Linked DNA regions of Sus scrofa: all the other regions are linked to region 2. A link is a contact called in public Hi-C and HiChIP or PLAC-seq data. All regions are on one chromosome and are shown on one strand. The core of a region is the stretch at or near the end of the contact, and the rest is flanking DNA. Distances in the headings are between cores, read along the strand shown.

Region 1 (2,700 bases), core at 81-2,580, 83 kb before region 2:
GATAAAGGGTGAAGGGAAAAGTTCAAGAGTCCTCCTCACTGAGATCTCTCACATTTAACCTGGCACGGTTTACCACCTCAGATTTCAGCACCAAGCCGAGTTGTTCCGTCTTCCGTCTAAACAGCCGCGTCTGCAGAAACCCCCCAAGCCTACTCTGCTTGACATCTCCTGACTAACCTCGTATAAAAGGTCTCATCTGCATCGTTCTCGTATCCAGTCCTTCGGACACCGCTGTTGCCCAACCCGAATTCCCATATGCGGGACAGCTGCCACCCTGGGTCCAAGTCACCGTGCGCATCCCGCTCCCAAACGGGATCCGGGATTGGGACACGTTTTCCCCGGTCCTAGGCCGCCAAGCTCCGGGGCAGGAGAGGAAGACAGTCCCCTTCTGCCCTCACCCCCACCCCCACCCCAACCCTGGCCCGGGCACTCCTGCCGCAGTACTCGGCTCCACACCCCTACACATTCCGCAGCCCCCGCCCCGGGACTGTCCGTGCCTCCCGCCCAGCCCCACCCCATGCCCTCAGCCGCTCGCCTCGCGGCAGGTGAGTTCAGGCTGAGGGCCCTGGGCCCGCGGGTTGCTCACCTTGCTAAGGACCCCGCAGCGCTCCACAGGCGGCCCGGACTCCGTCTCCGGATCCTCCTCCGAGCCCGAGGAGTTCCAGCTCTGGTTATCCGACATGGAGGCGCGACAGTGGAGCAGGAGACCGGCCCCCGCTCCCCGAGCTGTGCCAGAGGAGGCGCCCAGTCCCCGAGGTGAGGGGTTAGGGGATATCGAAAGAAAGAGTGCCCGCTCCGGTGCAGGAGGGAGCTGGAGAAGGGATGAAGTCCGCCCGCCGCGCCGCCGCAGCCGCCGCGCCTGACACCGAGCGGACCGGGGAAGGAGGACAAGCGGCGAAGGAAGCCTGCCCTTCCAGCCGTCAGCCGCTGCCGCCGTCGCCGTGACCCCTGCGCTGCGCCCGGCGCCGCCACCCGAACTCAACCCTCGGGATGCCAACCTCAGGGAAAGGAAAAGGGTAGGAAGAGGGAAGAGAAAAATCCAGCTGCAAGAGACCCGGGTCTCTCACACCTCCGCTACCGCCGCCATCTTCCTGCCTGGCCCACTATTTACTCTCCCCTCCCCTCTCCCCTCCCCTTCGTCCTCCCATTCTCCCCCCTGCTCCCCGCCCAGTCCCCCTCCCAACGTCTGACGCGACACGCCGAAGCTTGGAGTCCCCTCCCGCAACCTACCTCTGGTCCTCCCGGGTGACGCTGGGTAGATAAGTAGGAGGAGCGGAGAAAGGAGAAGGAGGGACGGGGAGGCCGCTGTGCTGCATTCTGGGAAGGACGCTGCTCTGTCCACCGCACAGCCTCCTGGGAGTTGTAGTCGCGGTCCTGAGGCAACTGGTGAGTGATCCACGCCGGGAAACCTTGTCGCCTTGGGGACGGTTACGGGAGGGTGGGCTTCGCTTGACAGTTGCGTGACCGATCCCCCTCGGCCGTGCTTGTGTCTCAGTCTAGCGTGTTTATGACGAACCCACCGGGCTTGCGTGCCTGGACGTGAGATAATTCTCTGCTGAGGGTGCCCGGGCCTGCCCTCCCTGGCGGCCTCCCGAAGGTCCGGAAGCATCTTGCCGCTTGCCCGGGCAGAGGTCTACCCGGCGCTTCCGCCTCAACCGCGGGCCTGGGGATTGCGACCTCTCTAATGACAGCGGCGTTTCTTTCCGTCAAACCACCTCTGCAAATTTCCAAGGTCTTCATCTCGCTCATTAGAAATTAAACTTCGCAGAACATTTCCCACTTTCGAAGGAAAAATTCTTAGACCCTGCTCACCAGAGCAAGAACTTCTCATTGCTAATTTTGCAGAGTTTGTATTGTGGAAAGTAATTCCGAAGATGTCAAAGGATAAATGACGTTGACGAGTTTTTAAAGTAAAATAAGATGAGAGCCTGGAGTTTTCTCTTAGTTGTTAATGTGTCTCCCTGAGACCCAGGTTAAAAATCAATCTGTATTGACCTACCTCTCTGAAAGATAGGAGAGGTTGGAATAGAAAGTTTCTTGTATAACAAAAACCAAAGTGTAGTAATCTTATTGAATAAGGGATTCCACAACAGAAGCCTGGCTTTAATCTTAAGACTAGAACTGACTTAGTAGAAAGCCCAATAGAAGAGCTAACAGATCTTGTTTAGTTTTTTTTTTTTTTCCTGCATACTTTAAAAGGATGACTTTTATGGAGACATCTTTAACTTTGTGGCTTAAATTATTTCAGCTCGTGTGCTACTTTTCCATCTTGTCAATTTCCTAGTAATTGCCAACAGTAATATTCCTTATTAAACCTGAGAAAGAATATCTGCTCACTGCAGGTGACAGCAGATAGAGGTGAAATTTTGAGTGCAGGGAAAAAGGCATAGAGACCACAAAGAGTTCTGGTAGCCATAGAGTTCAACTTAACTGGGATCTTCAGGAAAAACAGAATGATGGAAAAGTGCCTCTGAGAAGTACCAATGCTATGTTTCATTTTCCTAAACTGACACCTACAGATGCTGAATCTGTTGTAAATCAGTTACAAATCATTTTTCCATTCTGGAATCAAGTGACAGTGTACAATTGAAAGCCATTCAGATGAATAAAACCTTGAGATAAAGCTTTTGAAAATACTTTGTCAATGTGTTAATTAAAACACAATCCCTATTTTGTCATTCAAAAGAGAAAAAAGAAGAA
Region 2 (2,700 bases), core at 116-2,615:
AAATATTCCATTTTGAAAATGATACCTGGTTCTGATTTTTTTTTTTTTTTAAGTAATGTTCCATTTCGAAAAGCAGTAATATATCTGAGCATACTTGGTGCTGGTAGGATTTTAGTGAATGTTTCAGAGAGGTGGTGTTTATTCCCCTGGAACAAAAACTGGGTTTTTTCTGTTGTATTATTAAGGGATAATTACTTTTGCTTGGTCATACACAAGTGGATTAACAGTTGTTCAAGAAAAACGCAAATGATATCACAGTGAGTATTGAAAACATGATTCCATTTAGAAAGCAAACCATAATATTGAACTGTTCCTCTTACAAGTATGAGGTCATTTATTTTCTAACTGTTCCTGTGTACAGAAGGCTCAGGGAGACAGAAGATAATTGAGACAAATAGTTTTCACCTTCTCCTTCTAATCTCGCTCTGTTAAATTTGTTATGATTTCAATCTCATGCATACCTACATATACATATGCACAGATATACATACATTATGTGTGTGTGCACAGATATACATACACACACACACAACCTCTGCCAAACCCATATCTGTTACTGAATTATCTATCCTTGCAGGGCCTCTTGAAAACATCCTCTTCTTTCTACTCCTGTCAAATCCTCATCAGCTGCCTAATCTCTAGCCTTCCAACTCATGTCTCAGCTTTCATCAGTTTCTTTCCCCTCTCTAAACCATTTTGTGCATATTTATAGACAATATTTCCCTAACATCGCCCATCTGTGTGTGTGTGTGTGTGTGTGTATCAAAAAGGCAGGTCAGTTCTGGGGTCAAATCTGGTCGAGGGCTCAATTTTGTTTTCTTCCTGGATTAGGCTAAACTTCTAATTTTAACCTGTGAACCCTTCCACAGATATGAGATGTGCCATCATTTTATTTTGTTTTATTTTCTGTAATCCAGCCAACACACTGTGCTTAGGTGCTAGAGACTCAGGGGAGAGACTCTGGTTGTCCTTCAATATTCTGCTTTTCTCCTATATTTTTTTAATTTTAGCTAGGCACAGGAGTGCCCAGAATGGACTGCTATAGTTCATTCATGTATTTTATAAGCCACTATGAAGGAAATACTACCCAAGATGGGGAGTTCAGTAGGTTACCACTGCATTAAAACGAAATAGTTCCCGTCGTGGCGCAGTGGTTAACGAATCCGACTAGGAACCATGAGGTTGCGGGTTCGGTCCCTGCCCTTGCTCAGTGGGTTAGTGATCCGGCGTTGCCGTGAGCTGTGGTGTAGGTTGTAGACGCGGCTCGGATCCCGCGTTGCTGTGGCTCTGGCGTAGGCAGGTGGCTACAGCTCCGACTCAACCCCTGGCCTGGGAACCTCCATATGCCGCGGGAGCGGCCCAAGAAATAGCAACAACAACAACAAAAAAAGACGAAAGAAAAAAAAAAAAAAAGAAATAGCAAGGTTTCCCATCCTCAGAGAAGCAACTAACTCTTAGTCTCTTCAAAAGAAAATTCTGGAAGCTCATTTAGAAATGATTCTATAAGAAGTTCCAAGAGTGTGGTTATAAAGCCAACCTCGACCTTTCTCCAAACTGTACCAAGAACGGCTTAAGTGTGCGCTGGGAGTTTCCGCAGGACATTTTATCTCAGGTGAATGCAACCACAGCCCGGCGCCACACCTGAAGGCCCGGTAGGGCCGAAGCCCGGACGGGAGCCGCCCGCAGAAGTGCCCGCAGCGGAGAGCGGGGCCTGCCCGTCCGCCTCTAGCCCGGGTCTGAGCGGCGCCCTGCGCTGCGGCCTCGGGGTGGACATGGAGCCCGGTCGGCGCGCCCCGCGGCGCAGGGCGGCGGCGAGGGGGCTGCTGCTCGGCGCGGCCGCGGCCGCCGAAGGGCTGCGGGAGGACCTGCGGGGCCTGGTGCAGATTCCAAAGCAAGACGGGCCGAGGGAGGAGGAGGCGGCGGCCAGACACGAGTTCCGTGAGTCCGGGGACGAGGTCTGGAGAGGCCAGCGGGGGCAGCTGGTCCAGCAGGTGCGGGGAAGGGACCCCAAGTTCTTCCTCAGCCCTGCGCCCTCTGTGGGCTGGTTTCCAGCTTTGGGATCCACCCCCATCCAGGGTTGGCTCACGTTTCTCAGGTCGTTTTATTTCAGGTTACTCCTACCCTGTGGGTGGAAAGAAGGTGTTACTCTTTTAAATTAAGGAAGATAACTTTTAAAGAAATGAGTAAGGCCTTTTACACATAAGGAAAGAGTTTTATGTGCTATTATCTCCTGTAGCCTGACTCAGGCACTGATTTATTGTGTGACTTTAAATAAGTCACTTAATCTTTCTGTACTTAAGTTCTTTTCTTTCTTTCTTTCTTTCTTTCTTTCTTTCTTTCTTCCTTCCTTCCTTCCTTCCTTCCTTCTTTTCTTTCTTTCTTTCTTTCTTCCTTCCTCTCTTTCTTTCTTTCTTTCTTTCTTTCTTTCTTCCTTACTTTCCTTTCTTTCCTTTCTTTCCTTTCTTGCCATACCCACGGTGTATGGGAATTCCTAGGCTAGGGGCTGAAGTGGAGCTGCAGTAGGGGGCCGAGTCACAGCCACAGCAGTGCCGGATCCCAGCGGTGTCTATGACCTACCCCACAGCTCATGACAAGGCCAGACCCTTAATCCACTGAGAGAGGCCAGAGATCCAACCCAAATCCTCATGGAGACTACTTGGGTTTGTGACTGCTGAGCCACCTCGGGAACTCCTGTACTTA
Region 3 (2,700 bases), core at 56-2,555, 70 kb after region 2:
GGCTAGGGGTCTAATCGGAGCTGTAGCCACTGGTCTACACCAGAGCCACAGCAACGCAGGATCCTTAACCCACTGAGCAAGGCCAGGGACCGAACCCGCAACCTCATGGTTCCTAGTCGGAACCACTGCACCACATGGGAACTCTCCTGCGTTAGTTTTAATAATTTTTTTTTTTAGTAAAGTTCTCAAAGTTAACTGATTTAGCCTTTTGGCAGTAATATTGCAAAAACAGGATTTATATACTGTGATGTAATCAGTGACAGGCTGAGCCTATTAAAAAAAATCCAGTTTCTTTTTTAATTTAAGAAAGTTTTACTTAGTTGCTTAAATAAAAAATAAAATTAAAATAACCCTACATACAGTTACAAAGGATAGTACAGCTTGAAAAAGTCTCTTGTCATTTTGAAAAAATGAACATGACGCATCCATGGTGTTCTAAGAATACGAAATTTTAAAAACTAAAGACTTGTAATTCTTGGTTAAAACCAGAAGAATTAAAAGACCTCAATATGAACATTCTTTTTAGTCAACCACTTTTATGGAATGAATGCTTGTGAGAGATTGCGTGTGAGTTGATCTGGTTCCTAGAGACCTGGAAACCGAGGTACTACTTTCAGGGTGGATGGTCCGGGGATATTTTGCTGCAGTAGCTTGAGGAATGGTTTGCTGAAAAGGCAAAAAAATGCTTTAATAACCCCACAGAATTATACATTAAATATTTCATTATCTGTAATTTAACCCCATATTAAATATTTCATTATCTATAATTTAACCCCATATTAAATATTTCATTATCTATAATTTAACCCCATAAACATGAGTACATGTAGAGTCCTATTAAGGTCTCCACTTAGAGAAGTCATCTTTAAAATCATTGAAGTAAAATTATATATATTACGTCAGAACATTTATATTTCAGAAGGCTTTCTTTAAAAAAAAAATGAAACCTCTTGAAACAAAGACCCTCATGTCAGATTCGCTTTAAGTGTTCCTCTTTAAAGAAATGGAAAAATAACGTCCTTTCTTGAAAGTATTATGTAATTGTTTCTTTGTACATAAATAACTGGATAACCATTACAGGTGGGAGAAATTCTTGTAACTGGTATGAAATTTTAGTTGATAGCCACCCATTCTGACCCTGTCAAGAGAGCTGTTTGTCCCTAGGGATGGTGGGCAAGAGAACTGCAGAAGCAGATGCATGGTTCCAGGGGCAGCGTGAGCTACAAAATACAGCACAGGATAAGTAGCTCCAGGAGCGGGCAATTAGCCAGCAGATGGCGCTCAAGGGTCAGAAATCTGATTACTGGTTGACTAGTGACAGGGTTTCTGATCATTAGGTTAGATCGTAGGTTGCTGGGAAAAAAATGAAATAGTACAGGGGACTGCCACTGTGTCTGTTACACAATCCAAAGGAAATAATAATGGAAGCCATTTTTGGCTGTTTACTTTGTGGCCAATTACTGGACATGCTAAATAAGCAAAGGGCAGTTTGGGAGGTAAGACTCGTAACCCTCATTTCTGATACTTTAGTTCAGAAATTTTTCTTCTGGAAAAAATTATTCCTTTTTGCTTTTTTTTTTTTTTTTGGTCTTTTTGCCTTTTCTGGGGCCGCTCCTGCGGCATGTGGAGATTCCCAGGCTAGGGGTCGAATTGGAGCTGTAGCTGCCGGCCTACGCCAGAGCCACAGCAACGAGGGATCTGAGCTGCGTCTGTGGCCTACACCACAGGTCACGGCAACGCCGGATCCTTAACCCACTGAGTGAGGCCAGGGATCAAACCCTCGACCTCATGGTTCCTAAGCACTGAGCCACGACGGAAACTCCGTGGAAAAAATTATTCCTGTCAGTACAAAACAACAGGTTGTCTGAATTAAACACATTTCTCTTTATATATTCTTGATCTTGCTGAAGGACAGTCTTTCTCCCCTCACGCCCCATTTCTTCACAAACATTGTATGTGCTGATAAAAATAGATTTTTTGATAACGAATCTCACATTTTTCAGAAAGATGTGGCGAAGTCATCTAAGGACTTTCAGAGTCAGTCCAACCTATGAAGGCAAAGATAATCCTCCACCCTCCCTGTCTTCAGTGTGGTACTCCTCCAGCGCAGCCTGCCACTGCCCTGTACTCACCCTGGACCTAAATTGAAACAATCAATCCAGCCTCTTGGGACTTAATTATCTAGCAGCAATGTAGTATTGAGAAAAGGATTTAAAATCATTCCTTTTATCTTTTTGACATATTAAGTAGATAGGAATGTTAATTTAACTTGAGAATTTATACAGAGGCCATTCTCTTTTAAAGTCAATCCTTGTTTCTCTGGAGGAATGTGTTCTTGTAACTTTTAGGAATTAAACTTGTGGAGATAATTGCTGATTCACATTCAGTTTTAAGAAAGAGATATATCCCATGTACCCTTCTCTTGTAATTTTTGTTAAATTTGCTTACAGCTTTACAGTTTACAAAATGTCTTTAACATCCCATTTAATTTTCACGTTCTCTCATTTAATCCTGAATCCTGGCAAAAACTCCAGGAGTTAAGTCCTCTTATGGCTCCCATTTTACACAAGAAAAAAATAAAGGCTCAAACATTTTACTTGATTTGTATACGATCTCAAAGGCAGTAAGAAACAAAATTGATGCACTAACTCAATGTTTGAGTTTATTTTTGTTTCAATTCCATGTACTTTCCTTTACGGT

What was found. A called contact is a pair of places that touch in the nucleus more often than the background predicts. HiChIP or PLAC-seq counts read pairs in DNA pulled down with a chosen protein or histone mark.
Region 1: a contact with region 2 is called in an H3K27ac HiChIP or PLAC-seq map of skeletal muscle. The contact joins the promoter of COL4A3BP here to the promoter of ANKDD1B in region 2. A contact is called at or near these places in 1 of 5 promoter capture datasets (fetal liver), 1 of 47 Hi-C or Micro-C datasets (liver) and 1 of 2 datasets of contacts at active chromatin or transcription factors (skeletal muscle).
Region 3: a contact with region 2 is called in a Hi-C map of liver, with 2.0 times the contacts expected there. The contact joins the enhancer-like site here to the promoter of ANKDD1B in region 2. A contact is called at or near these places in 1 of 5 promoter capture datasets (liver) and 6 of 47 Hi-C or Micro-C datasets (embryonic fibroblasts, fetal liver and liver).

The regions. Positions count from the first base shown.
Region 1 is chr2:84,536,688-84,539,387 of Sscrofa11.1, forward strand. COL4A3BP (collagen type IV alpha-3-binding protein) reads right to left here and starts at 1,331. Exons shown (of 20, transcript XM_021084454.1): 1 at 1,231-1,331; 2 at 587-998. The coding sequence starts at 1,316.
Region 2 is chr2:84,619,731-84,622,430 of Sscrofa11.1, forward strand. It overlaps ANKDD1B (ankyrin repeat and death domain-containing protein 1B), which reads left to right and starts at 1,366. Exons shown (of 14, transcript XM_013994918.2): 1 at 1,366-1,938. The coding sequence starts at 1,617.
Region 3 is chr2:84,690,161-84,692,860 of Sscrofa11.1, forward strand. POC5 (centrosomal protein POC5) reads right to left here. Exons shown (of 13, transcript XM_005661493.3): 13 at 1-666. The coding sequence ends at 523. Among named protein-coding and RNA genes, the nearest start is that of POC5, 39 kb to the right of the region's middle. Within about 2 kb of position 1,306, at least 4 of the 83 cell types and tissues checked have an H3K27ac peak or open chromatin away from gene starts, as enhancers often do. A contact at or near this core is called in fetal liver and liver, where this site is marked.